2 separate regions of the Sus scrofa genome follow, and region 2 is linked to region 1. The links are chromatin contacts, called in public Hi-C maps. All regions are on one chromosome and are shown on one strand. Each heading gives the region's core, a stretch centred on a gene start, on an enhancer-like site or on the middle of the called end of the contact. The rest is flanking DNA. Distances are from core to core; before and after follow the strand shown. Region 1 has its middle 200 kb from the start of ACKR3. Region 2 has its middle 110 kb from the start of COPS8.

Region 1 (6,611 bases), core at 3,073-5,572:
GAACACAAAACTCCCAGGTTTGGTGTGCTTTTCAAAGGCATTTATCTGCCTCTGAGCAACTTTTACCCACACTCCCGTCGAGAAACGTTTGAAGGACAAGGAGCCCATCCAGTTATCCACAGGTTTCCAGAATTTTCTGCACGAAGTGTAGTCTCTCTTATCTTGTTTGTCATGTCAAGGACGAACAGAATTTCCACGTGGATGCAGTGGTGATATAAGAAAGAGCCTTGAGGAGTTCCCATCATCGTGGCTGAGTGGTTAACGAACCCAGCTGGCATCCATGAGGTTTGATCCCTGGCCTTGATCAGTGGGTTAAGGATCTGGCGCTGCTGTGAGCTGTGGTGTAGGTTGGCAGCTACAGCTCTGATTAGACCTCTAGCCTGGAAACATCCATATGCCATGGGTGTGGCCCTAAAAAGACAAAAAGACGAAAAAAAAAAAAAGTTTGAACATTTGAGGTCCTTCTACATCAAATCACTTAAGAAGTCCTATGTGGCTCCAAAGGTTAGGGACCCAACATTGTCTCTGTGAGGCTGTGTGTTTGATCTCTGGCCTTGCTCAGTGGGTTAAAGATCCAGCCTTGCCAGCAGCTGCAGCTATGATTCGACCCCTAGCTCAGGAACTTCCGTATGCTGCAGGTGCAGCCCTGAAAAGAAAAAACAAAACAAAAAAAGTAAAAGAGAAAGGGAAAAAGAAGTGGGGGAGGAGAAGTTGGACATAAGAAATGGTACTTCACACACACACAGAGCCAGTCACACACCAGGAGGCACTTTGCTTCCCGAAGGGATTCATTTGTCTCATTTCCATGAGCTTCGAAGTCTCACAGCCAGTTCAGGCTTCTGTTTTTGCTTTGGCTACCAGGACCCTCCAGTTAGCACCCCCGCTTCAGTAGGGCTAAGACCATCTGGTTTATCCTTTTCCTGCCACTCTGCCGTCTTGATTCTCCGTCAGCTCTGATGCCCCCCAGTCCTAATGCATTACTTTTTATCCATTTAGTCCCCATATTCATTTTGGGAGAGGCACCTAAAATCGTTTGTGGAAAGAGGTGGGCATGTAAATAAGCCAATTAAATCGGTGACTAATGAGTTGATAGAGGTAAAGTATCTTTAACCCAAGTTGCCCCTCAGTTGATGAGACACACATTTCCCTGTGTGACCTGGGAAATGAAGCATTGGTTCCGTGGGTTGATACTGTCCTGCTGAGAGTCAAAATTAGAAGCAAAATTAAAAGTAAGCCCTGTCCGTCTGCCCTCTCTAGCCCCTCAGAGTGAAGTTGCTTGAAGGGTGGTCTATATTCCATGAGTGGGAATCCAAACCTTTCAAGGTCACTCAACGCTGAACTGAGTTCTGGTTTCACAGGAACAAAACGAGGTCCCAAACTTGTATGGATCCCTGTCTGCTGATGTTCGGACTGTCATACAATGAATAAAGTTTCAAAAGTTGGAAAATCAGGGCGTTCCCATTGTGGCTTAGTGGTTAACAACCCAACTAGTATCCACGAGGACGTGGGTTCGATCCCTGGCCTCTCTCAGTGGGTTAAGGATCGGGCATTGCCATGAGTTGTGGTGTAGGTCTCAGATGTGGCTCAGATCTGGTGTTGCTGTGGCTGTGGTATAGGCTGGCAGCTACAGCTCTGATTCCACCCCTAGCCTGGGAACCACCATATGCGGTGGGTGCAGCCCTAAAAAGACAAAAAGACAAAAAAAGCTTGGAAAATCACAACCAATAGGGGAGTGAGTTCTTTTTGCTGGACTGTAGAGGTCAGTGAATGGATTTTGCAGGACATCTCATGTATTGGGGCGGTTGAGATCTTAGCTGAGATCTAAACCCACACTGTCACCTGGGGTCCCCTCTGCCACATGCCTGCCTGCAGCCAGTGCCAGCTTCTGCCAGCCTCCCCCACCACTGTGATGAGCACCTCCCTCACCCTCCCCTGCCTGGGGCTGCACCCGCCAGCTCTCCCGGCCCTATCAGAGGACTGACTCAGTGTGCAGAGGTCAGGGCTTCCGTTTCAGGGCCCTGGGAGGGGCTTATCCAAGTGCCCCACCAGTATTTGTTGTATGCAGTTTGCAGAGTGATGTATCTGCATCCCTACTGGTTAAGCCCCCCATCTCTTGCCCCTCTGACTTTCTCTCCTGCCTCCACTGTGGGTGGGGGAGGGACCAGGGGCTTTGGGGGATCCCTTTAAGGGGAAGTTGAGTTGGAAAAGCAATTAGTTTAGGGTTTGCCAGCTATCTTTCTGTGGTTTGTGTCCACTTCCAGGGAGTTATGCTGTTGATCACCATCCTGGTTTAGGAATGGCTCTGGGCATCTCCCTCCCGCCCCTTGGCTGCCCATGGACTGTGCTCACACCTGGATTTGTCAAACTGGCTAGCGGTGTCAACAATGCATAGCATCCTGAGGACTAAAACAGAAATGCCCTGAAATCTTACAGGGCAGAACTGTAACAGCCGCTTTTCCAAGCTCGACAACACTCCTCTAAGTTTACCTGAGCTTCTGGTATTTGTCCCCTAACCTCAGCCCCTGCCCCGCCCCACCAATAACAGGTGGTGGGGCTGAAAGACATGTTCCTAGACCATGGAGAACATAAAACGAATTTTGACCCACCCTGTGGAGAGAAGAATGGAATCAAATGCTCATCTCTCCATAGGAAGCAATAATTCAAAATTATTGTTGATCTGGATGTGATTAAAGAATGTATAGCCAGATGGAAGGAGTCAGTATGATAAACGGGGCTTAGGCAGTTGATCAGATATATTAACGGTAGTTCCAAGAGTCATAAGACATGTTGCTTTTTCGGATTTTGTAACTTATGTGTTATGTATCAGCTTTTCAAAACTTGTGATTTGCCGTGATTTCTTTTCAAGTATAAATGAAGACGGACATAGCTCATTTAGGCTGTGTAATCATGTTTTCTCTTGCTTCAAGAGAACCCTGAGTGTTGAACAGACCCCAAACCCACATCCTACCCCGGCACCAGGGTGTGGGGGCAGCGCTTACTCCTACAGCCCAAGCCCAGCATCCTCAGATCCACCGTGGTGGGGGGGGGCAGGGGGTGGGACCAGGGACTCCCCTTCAGTTTGGGCTTCTCTGCTTGTGCCACCACATCTGTTCATCCTGCTGGGAGAGGGTGCTGCTGTGAGACTCGCCTTTTGTAGCAGCTCTGACACCTGTCTGTCCCTCACCAGCTCCTTATCCCCAGAGCTTGGGGCTCTTCCCAAAACCAGGCAGACTGTTCTCAGGATCAGGATGTGAGAGCTCCAAGGGACTGCTGTGGGCAGAACATCGGCCGTGAGACTCCAGCCTCTAAGCCCTCCCATCGATGGGACCCCTGGAATATGAAAGAAATCTAACGCCCCCTCCGCTTCCCTCCCAGGGCCAGCCTTTGTTTCCTTGGTAAAATGGGAAAACGAGGGTTCCTGCCTTGCTGGGTTATGGTGCGTAATATAGTCCACGTGAGGCCTTGGGCACGGTGCCCGGGACACAGTGAGCGCTCACGACTGTCACCAGAAGTTGTGGTTGCTCTTGTCACTGTTTTCACTAATGAGAAATAGTAACTTTAGTCATAATAATACCGAGCGTGTCACCAATGTCATGTAAATTATGAACCGAAATATTTCCCAAGAGGACCTAAGTGACAGAGCCCTTTGGAAAGCTGGGGGGCTGCCCACACATTTGAGAGCAATCCAACCCCATTTCAGTATAGCCATTAATCCCTTACCAATCCGGCGTGATCCCCCAGCTTATGCGTCCAAAGGATGTCATGAGAACCTTTCCCAAAAATGTTGTTTCCAGATATATTACATCTACAAAAAGCCTCAGCTCTGCAAGTCCAATTTCCCTGTCAAAACAAGGAAATAAAGCTAATCTTGTGTGATTGGCCCTTACTGAACTCCCACTGGCTTCAAATGATCACCTTCCCTCTGCAGAGGCTTCTCAACCATGTACTTGAAAGTCGTTTCTAAATTCTTGCCCTGGATCCAGCTCGTGGGGCTGTGGTTGGAGGAGATGCTTCCTCTTCCTCTTTTCATAGGAAGTCAGCATTTTCACACAGACCACAAGCATCGCAGAAACAACAACCTCGTGGGTGTACTCAGCTAAAACGGGGCCAGCACTACCTCACCACCCTAATTATCTGCGTAATTTTTCGGTTACTCAAAATAGAATTCTGTCTCCACCTAAAAATGCTGCAAGAGAGGGGGGCTGAGTTTTTCATTATAGGGGTTTTTATTGTTGTTGTTTTGTCTTTTTAGGGCTGCACCTGCAGTATATGGAAGTTCCCAGGCTAGGGGTTGAATCGGATATGTAGCTGCCAGCCTATGCCACAGCCATAACAATGCCAGATCCAAGCTGCCTCTGCGAGCTCACAGCAATGCCAGATCACACCTGCATCCTCATGGATATTAGTCAGATCTGTTTCCACTGAGCCACGATGGGAACACCCATCGTAGGGGATTTTTCAAAAATTTTCCCAGACTTGGTTTTCTAAAAGATGTGGGGCTTATATTTGAATCGAGCTGCTCCTGATGCCCTAAGAAGGTGTAGTGTCTGGGCCTAAATAAGAAAAGTCCACCCTCGTATTCTCAGCTTCGCCTCTGCGGTCCAGGACACCATAAGTTGGGGCCACTGTTCTCCACCAAGGCTGAACTAGAGCTGGGTTCTGGAGGAGAACAGGCCATGGCCAAAAGGGCTAGAGGGACAGGTGAGGCCACTTGATTCCAGCAAAAGCTAAGAAGTCAGCCTGGCTATGAGATGACACAACTGCCCAACCAGAGTGTTTCTTTTGCCATGTGAGGTAGCTGACCCAAACCTGCCAACCCACTTGAGCCGCAGCCCCGAGACTTGCTAAAATTCCTGGAGCTTCCGTCCTTGAGAGACACTATCCGAGAATGAAACCAACACAGATGAAAGCGGAACTAAGAGATGGAGACCAGCTTCTGACAACAACGCCTGAATATCTGGAACTAGTTTCCCCTAAAGCTAGATTCAGCTCCCACTGGAACTTTCGGTTCTATAAGCCAATAAATTCATTTTTTCTTAGGCCAACTTGAATTACTTTTCTGTCTATTGCAACTGAAAGAATCTTATCCGATTGTTTGCAGAACCAGAGAGCTGAAAAGGGGATTGGGCAGGTCCAGGACCAAAGGCACCGTGGCAGACCTCACTGATCCTCACCAAATATCCCCAAGTCTTGGTTTTTCCAGGCACATGTTAGGGTTGCTTCTCTCCACTCCCTTTGAAGTTAGCTGTGGCCACGTGACTGGCTTTGGCAAATGAAAGGTGATCAGAGAGGCAGAGATCCACTTCCAGGGAGGAGCAAATGTGTTATGTCAATGCATCCCTTTTTTCTGCCCATGGAAACATGGTACCGCCCTCATCCTGGGTCCATGAGACAGAGAGGAGCCCATGTCCCAACCAAGCTGTGATGGAGAGTAGCCTGAGTGAGCAGGAAAAACAAACAAAAACAAAGTGTTTTAATCCACTGATATTTGGGGCCCATTTGTTACTGCAGCATCGTGTGTATGGTCCTGACTGGTATAAACAGCTGGTTTACAGGGAGAGCAGTGAGAGCCCGAGGAAGAACCATGCATAGTAGGCATCTTGGGTGACCCGCCATCGGTGGGGTCTGGGCCTTCCTTGAGGTGGAGAGATGGCTGGGAGGATCTTAAGGACTAGAAGACCCAGAGGACGCGCAGACCAGGCACGTGAACATTGTTTAAACCAAGAGGTTAGGAGACCATGGGAGGGAGGACTTCGACTGGTCAGTAGCCAGGAAACCTTGGATAACACTTGTGAGGAAGAGCAGCCAAAGGAGAGGAGAGAAACGGAATTTGCAAGTGATCCCACCCAGAAGACAGCCCTCTGTGGACAGATGGAACTAGTCTTGAAATTTACCTGCCTCCGTTATTCTGTGAGTCAGATTCCCAGCTCCAGATTTACATCTGTTGTCCTGGAGCTCCATGGTGTTTCTGGAGAAGGTCCTAGAAAGAGACAGGCCACAATCCCCAGGGTGTGGGCATTGGGATTCCAATTAGATAACAGAGTTTTGAAGACTATCACAGGACAGAATTCTGTGTTTTCTTTCATGAGGGGGGAATTCTAAAATAGCTTATTGTTTAATGATCTATTGCAATTACAGCATATTATCTCAAAATTTGTCATTTAAACCAATAGACATTTATTAAGTTACGGTTTCTGTGTGTCGGGAATTTGGAAGTGGATCCACTGGGTGCTTGTGGCTCAGAGTCTCTGATGAGATCACCGTCAAGACGTTGGCTGGGTCTGCAGTCCCCTGAGAGCTTGACTGGGCCTGAGGACCCTCTTCCAAGGCTGCTGGCGGGAGATCTCAGTTTCTTACCGACAGACCTGTCCTTAGGGCTGCTTGAGCACCCTTACAGCATGGCAGCTGGCTGCCCCAGAGCCAATGACCCGAGAGAGAGCAAGGAGGTCACAACATCTTTTACAGCCTAGTCTCAAGGTTTAGACCTCTTCTCTGAGCAGTTACAAACCATCCCTTCTGCCATCTTCCATTTGTTAGAAACTAATTGCTATGTCTCGCGTACAATCTAAGGGAAAGAAAATGTCCCGTTTCTTGAAGGGAGGAGTATCCGT
Region 2 (6,611 bases), core at 2,476-4,975, 150 kb before region 1:
TCCCTATGCAGAGAGTGCAGCCATTTAAAAAAAATAGTCACCATGTAATTCAACTTAAATCATGTGAAACCTAAATAAATACAATTTTTTTGTGTGTCTTTTTAAGGCCACACCTGTGGCATATGGATATTCCCAGGCTAGTGGTCAAATCAGAGCTGTAGCTGCTGGCCTGCACCACAGCCACAGCAACACAGGATCCGAGCCACATCTGCAACCTACACTACAGCTCACGGCAACGCCAGATCCTTAACCCACTGAGTGAGGCCAAGGATCCAACCTGCGTCCTCATGGCTACTAGTCAGGTTTGTTACTGCTGAGCTGCAATGGGAACTCCAAATCCGATTTATATTTGTCAGTCACACCCTAATATAGCTGGAAAATTTTTGAAATTAAATACATTTGCTACCTTGGAAGTAAAAAAAAAAAAAAATGAAGGAAGGCTTCAACCCTGACATTGAGGCCCTCCCGCCTTCCTCCTGTGAAACTGAGGCTAAAACACACCTGCCCAGAAAGTCCACCCCACCCCCAGCCCAGCCGCTGCGCCCCCTCCTTACCCTCCCCCCCCTTACCCTCCCCCCGACCAGGAACCCTGCCTGGGTCAGCCACCCCTCCTCCTGAATTTCCAGTGAGAAAACTTTGCAAAGCTCAAGAAAGCCTGATTCTTTTTTGCTATTTTTTTTTTCTTTTTTTCTTTTTTTTTTTGTCTTTTTGCTATTTTCTGGGCCGCTTTTGCGGCATATGGAGGTTCCCAGACTAGGGGTCGAATCAGAGCTGTAGCCACCGGCCTACGCCAGAGCCACAGCAACGCAGGATCCGAGCCGCGTCTGCTACATCACAGCTCACGGCAACGCCGGATCCTTAACCCACTGAGCAAGGGCAGGGACCGAACCCGCAACCTCATGGTTCCTAGTTGGATTCGTTAACCACTGCGCCACGACAAGAACTCCTGATTCTTTTTTGCTATTAACATGAAATCTTCCTTTGTCAGGAAACCCCCCGGTAGCAGCGGCTTGCAGTTCATCGGCCCCTAATGAAGCCTCCTTCTGCCACTAACTCCAAAGACCAGTGTCGTCTCTTCCGGAACCAGAGCACAGGCACTTCCGGGGTGACCCGGCAGCCCCTACCCCCTCCTGGAGGTTGGAAAACAGTGTCCTAACAATGAAGATTTATGACCCCAGACCAGACAAAGACGACCAACACACTCACTTATTTGGAGCTTGGCTTTTGGCTGAGCGAAGGCAGTGAACACGTGAATGAAAGGCATTAATATTCCAGTTTAAAAATATATGGCCTAAAAAAGACACTCATGCAAAAAAAATCTTTCTTCATTAAGAAGAGCCTATGTACACTGAGACTTTGGCCAGAAAAAAATCCTTTAGTGCTTTTGAGTAACTGTTTAAAAGGCCTGAGTAATCAAAAAATAGACCCACAAAGACGGACGACGAATAGAATTGAAGTCTCCTGCATCAGTGACGGGAGCCGGGTCCGCAAGCCCCCAAGGCTGCCAGCCCCCAAATCCTCATGCCGCAAGCCAAGTGGGGCTCCTGCCGGGCACAGCTTTGTCAACAGCCCTGTGTGTAAAAATGGAACCCCTCCTTGCTGTAAAACGTGTTACTAGAAAGAAAGAATATGCCAGAGGCCCAAGAGGAAATTTTAAAGAGAAAAATAGACTCACATCAAAGGCTTTGATTTTTCCATGTTTCCTTGCCGTCTTTGTTCGAGTATATGTATAATTTTATAGTGATGACAATGGAATAAGGCACACTCTCCTATCATTTTTTTTTCTTCATTTTGAATGATTTCCCTTAGGATAAAACCAGGAATGATTCTATTGGGCCAACAACTTTGAACATATGGCTAAATATTTTCTGCCACGAGAAGGGGCCTTATCGGCTGAGCCACATTTTTACCCTAAGTATTTGAGTTTTGTGTTTTAAGTTCCTGTTTAAAAATGTGAAAATGTAAAAGTAGAGACTTAATTTTATTTTTTTGTCCTTTTTTTTTTTTTTAGGGCCACACGGGAGGCATATGGAAGTTCCCAGGCTAGGGGTCAAATCAGAGCTACAGCTGCCGGCCTACACCACAGCCACAGGATCCGAGCCGTGTCTGCGACCTACACCACAGCTCACGGCAACATGGGATCCTTAATCCCCTGAGTGAGGTCAGGGATCGAACCTGTGTCCTCATGATTACTAGTCAGATTCGTTTCCCCTGAGCCACAACGGGCACTCCAAAGCCTTAATTTTTAAGAACATGGTGTTTAAAAATTATTAAAAACACAGCATACTTTTCCAAATTGTTTAAGAATTGTAGATGCTTTTGTATGAATTGTTAGATCACAATTCTTTACCTATTTGCCTACTGAGATTTTGATACTCTTCTTAGAAACAGAAGTGCATTTTATTTTGGCTCCACCCTGGAATGCAGAAATTCCCGGGCCAAGGATCAAACCTGTGCCACAGCAGTGACCTGAACCATAGCAGTGATGACGCCAGATCCTTAACCACAAGGCCACAGGGAGCTCCTGAAGTGCGTATTTGATACTCATATCAACTCTATCATTTCATTGGCATGGTTATCCCAGTCTATTATTTTTCCTTATTCCTTTCATTTTAGTTATACAAGTTGATGCAATTAAATCTGTTCCACATTTCACGGCAATTCTGTCTTGGCCTGCGTCTCAGAAAGTCCCCTGCCCTGGTCGGCCCCCCTGAACAATCCTCCCCTCTCCTCTGCCAGCCTGTCCCCCTTTGGACCCCCTCTCTCCCCTCTGGCCTCCTTGCTGGACCAGCTGGCCCTTTCCTTATACTTGCATAGGGCCGGCCAATTTAGCAAATAAAAATTCAAGAGGGCCAGGTGAATTTGGATTACAGGTAAACAATAAGTAATTTTTTCAAATAAGCATCCTCATGCAATATTTGGAAAACAAATACACTAAAAAATGCATTGCTTACGTGAAATTCAAACGTAATGGGATGTCCTGTATTTTAACCGGCAGCCCTAGCTTTTGGTCCCCACTTGTGCCCTGGGTCAACTCTTCCTGACCAGGTTAGTATTTATGCTTAGTCTTTAGGAAGATGTGTTGCTTGTCTGAGATGCAGAGGTGAGCTTCCCTGCGGACTCTCAGGGGCTCCTTGACTGCTCAGCCGGCCCAGGTCTATGTGGTGGCCTGGGGAGGGGTTCTCTCTGGTGCAGCCTCTGGCCTCCACATCTGTGCTGGTGTGTCCTGGGTTCTGTAATAAAGGACCACAGACCAGGGGACTTATTTTCTCACTGTTCTGGAGACTAAAAGTGCCAGATCAAAGTGTCTTCAGGGTTGGTTTCTTCCGAGGTCTCCCTCCTTGGCTAGTTGACGGCCGTCTTCTCCCTGGGTCCACACGGCCCTCCTTCCATGTGTGTCTGTGTCCTAACCTTCTTCTTAGGACACCAGTCATGTTGGGTTAGGGCCACCCTGACAACCCAGTCTAACTTCATTGCCTCTCGGAAGACCCTACCTCCGCCTGCAGGCACGTTCTGAGGCACTGGGAGTGAGACCTTCAACACGCGAATCTGGGGAACGCCGTCCAGCCGTAACAGTGCCCGCCACCCCCGCGGCTGTCCATCCGAGGCATCGTCCTGCCTTGTTCTCTGCGGTCTTGGGGGATCCCACTGCCCCAGGATGGGAGCCCTACAAAACTCCAGTGGTTCTTGGGACATCTGGATCTCCTCAAGACCTTCTCCCAGGGCACAGCTCCAGCCCTCCTTGGTGGGGCCCCCATGGGTGGAGCCCTGTCCACTGTGGACAGATTACCCAACACTGGCCAACACACTTTTGGACCTCAACTTGGACCTACGCCTGGAAACTTCTGCTCCACAGCCTCGCCCACGAGGCCCTCCCGTCCCCATGGTTTATGAATCACTCTGGAAATTCTCTCTCTGTCTTTCAGGGCTTGGGTCTTGGACCCCTTGGCTGCCTTCTCCAGGGCCCGCCGTGGTCCACAGGCCATCCGTCTCCATCATGTCCATCCCCTCCTGCCTCCTTGCCTCCCTCCTCAGGCCGTTTTGTCATGGAGCCGACTGGCCTTCCACCAGGTCCAGCCAAGCCATGACACTGTTCAGCTTACTGCTGGCTGGCCTATGCTTTTGTTTGTAAAATAGTCTACAATCTACTGCATCTAGAATGTATTTTGTCAGGCGGCCTGTGGTGTGGTTTCACTGCGACACAGTTTCTTGTTTCACAAATCATTATCAGGACACTATACCATTTACTAAACACCCATTTCCCTTCGCCGCTGCTTTCTTGATGCTACTCCATGGCGTGTAAAACTTCCTCCCACGCAATCTGTGCTGTGACGATGTGATGGCCGCTGGCCTCCCATGGCCATTACGCACACTTAAAACATGCGTAGCCTAGATTTCCAAGGCTGTAGAAAGAAAAATAAGGTAAAATATCTTTTAATATTTTTTTAATTGGTTAAAAAGATCACATTTTTGTTATATTGGTCTAAAGAAAACATTTTAAAAATAGTTTTACCTATTTCCTTTTACATTTTTAAATGTGGCAACTAGTAAATGTAATATTCCATCTATGAGTGACTATATTTCTTTTTCTTTCTTTCCTTCTTTCTTTTTTCTTTTTGCTTTTTAGGGCTGCACCTTTGGCACATGGAGGTTCCCAGGCTATGGGTCGAATCAGAGCTTTAGCTACCAGCCTACACCACAGCTGTCACGGCAACGCTGGATCCTTAACCCATTGAGTGAGGCCGGGGATCAAACCTGTGTCGTCATGGATACTAGTCAGGTTGGTTACCACTGAGCCACAATGGGAACTCCCAACGACTGACTGTATTTCTGCATGATTGCCTTTAACTCAAGGCTTATACATTTTGCTCCTTTTATCTCTTTCTTGGTTTTTAGCCAGTATTTTAATGTTTTAATTAATGTTCCTCCTAAAACACATTTTAAGATCTGCTAGAAAGAGGGCAAACACTTCCCTCATTACTCATTTTTTCAGACTGTCTTTTGGAAGACTTCGCCCATTGTTCTTTCAGAGGACTTTCAAAATTACCTTTTGCCAAACTCATAAAAATCTTGTTTGAACTATTCCTTTTTACCTCTAGAAATACCTTTGCCCCTAAAATTGGTGGATTTCCAATAGACCTTTGAGGTGTCATCTATATGTTCCATATTTTCTCAGACCTCACCTCTCCGTATGCATTTTTGATGTCCTGGTGGAGGAGGTCCGCTCCCAGATGCTGTTGGTTTTACATATCTGTCATTGCACGTCACCCAGGCAAGCTGCGTTTAAGGTAGTACAGTCTTAACCGGTCTTATCTTTGAAGAGTGTCTTTCTCCTCTTACCATATGCGCTCATTTTGTTCTGTTTCCTATGCTATCATAATTTACAATGACCAAGACTTCCAAATCTCAATAAATAATAATGGTGGTGGTGGGCATTGTTCCTGAAAATAATTTGCTAAGTATTACTTTTTGGAATATTTACCCTTTTAAACTTGGCAGTGTTTTTTCTTGGCTCTGATTGCCTTCAAGGACACCCATTGCAGAGGCATGTTCCCTGTCCAAGTGAAATAAGCAGTCTAGAAAACAGAGTTTCCTTCTGGCTCTCAGCAATCCACCCACTATAAAAATAACACAAAATCATCATGGTTTTTTTTGGGGGGGGGATTTTGAGACATATTTTCATAGGGTAAATTGCCAAATTATAGACAGCCCCAGATGCCCTGCAAAAATGTCAGCGGATGGAGAGACAGTTTTACATTCTCTCCCCTGGGCCAAAGTTCAAGACACATGCATCAGGGTTAGACTTGGACTTTGGGTTAGATTTTAGAGTTAGGGTCAAGGTTAGGGAAACCTGGTTTGAATGCACTATGATTTACATTTCAACTTAAAAACTCCAGACATCATTTAGCGTTATCTTAGGCTTTCTACAAACAGATCAACAAAGAAGCCACTAGGGTATATCTTGGAGAAAATGGCAGGCTCAGAATTTTTATAGGACAAGCTACAGGAGCAAGCTCTTACATAAGGATGAAGGTGGTACTGTTGAGAACACCATCAGCCAAGCCGGCCGTGGCTGGTGTGTGCACCAGACAGAAGTGCCTGCTGCAGGGACAGGGCGCCTGGCTGCTGTCTGAATCTGGGTTCTCAAGAGGGGGCATTCTGTTATGTTTGGAGCCAGATCAGTCAAAACGGGAGGATGGGAAGCATCGGCTTCATCTTTCGAAGTGTCTGTTGAGGGCCCAGTCTGGAGTTTTCAGCTCAGCCTGGGATTTCTGGGTGGTGGGTATTCTGGACGCATCGCCACCCCAACAGGTGTGCTCGGCATACCTCACCCCAGACATGGGATGCCGCTCTGGCTCTGACAGTATTTTCAGATGCACCCTCCCTGAATGAGGTATCCTGCGGGTGGTGCTCTGGTTGATAAAGTTGTGTCCCTCCACCTCGCCTTGGCTACTGGTCTCTGGGAATTTGTACAGTGGGAGAGAATCTGAGTAGGGCCAGACTCCAAGGAGAGTCTTCATTTCCTAATTCTCCAAGCTATTCCTCTCTTCCATGGTGGATCTCCTTTCTCAAATAAAAGCTCCTGCAGGGTGAGGACCAGGAGGCAGCCC

What was found. Hi-C and Micro-C count contacts between places; a contact is called where the count stands out from the background.
Region 2: a Hi-C map of retroperitoneal adipose tissue shows a contact between it and region 1, with 1.7 times the contacts expected there. The contact joins two enhancer-like sites. A contact is called at or near these places in 1 of 47 Hi-C or Micro-C datasets (retroperitoneal adipose tissue) and 1 of 2 datasets of contacts at active chromatin or transcription factors (skeletal muscle).

Annotation. Positions count from the first base shown.
Region 1 is chr15:136,571,647-136,578,257 of Sscrofa11.1, reverse strand. No RefSeq gene overlaps it. Among named protein-coding and RNA genes, the nearest start is that of ACKR3, 200 kb to the right of the region's middle. Within about 2 kb of position 4,322, at least 15 of the 83 cell types and tissues checked have an H3K27ac peak or open chromatin away from gene starts, as enhancers often do. A contact at or near this core is called in retroperitoneal adipose tissue, where this site is marked.
Region 2 is chr15:136,717,460-136,724,070 of Sscrofa11.1, reverse strand. No RefSeq gene overlaps it. Among named protein-coding and RNA genes, the nearest start is that of COPS8, 110 kb to the left of the region's middle. Within about 2 kb of position 3,725, at least 11 of the 83 cell types and tissues checked have an H3K27ac peak or open chromatin away from gene starts, as enhancers often do. A contact at or near this core is called in retroperitoneal adipose tissue, where this site is marked.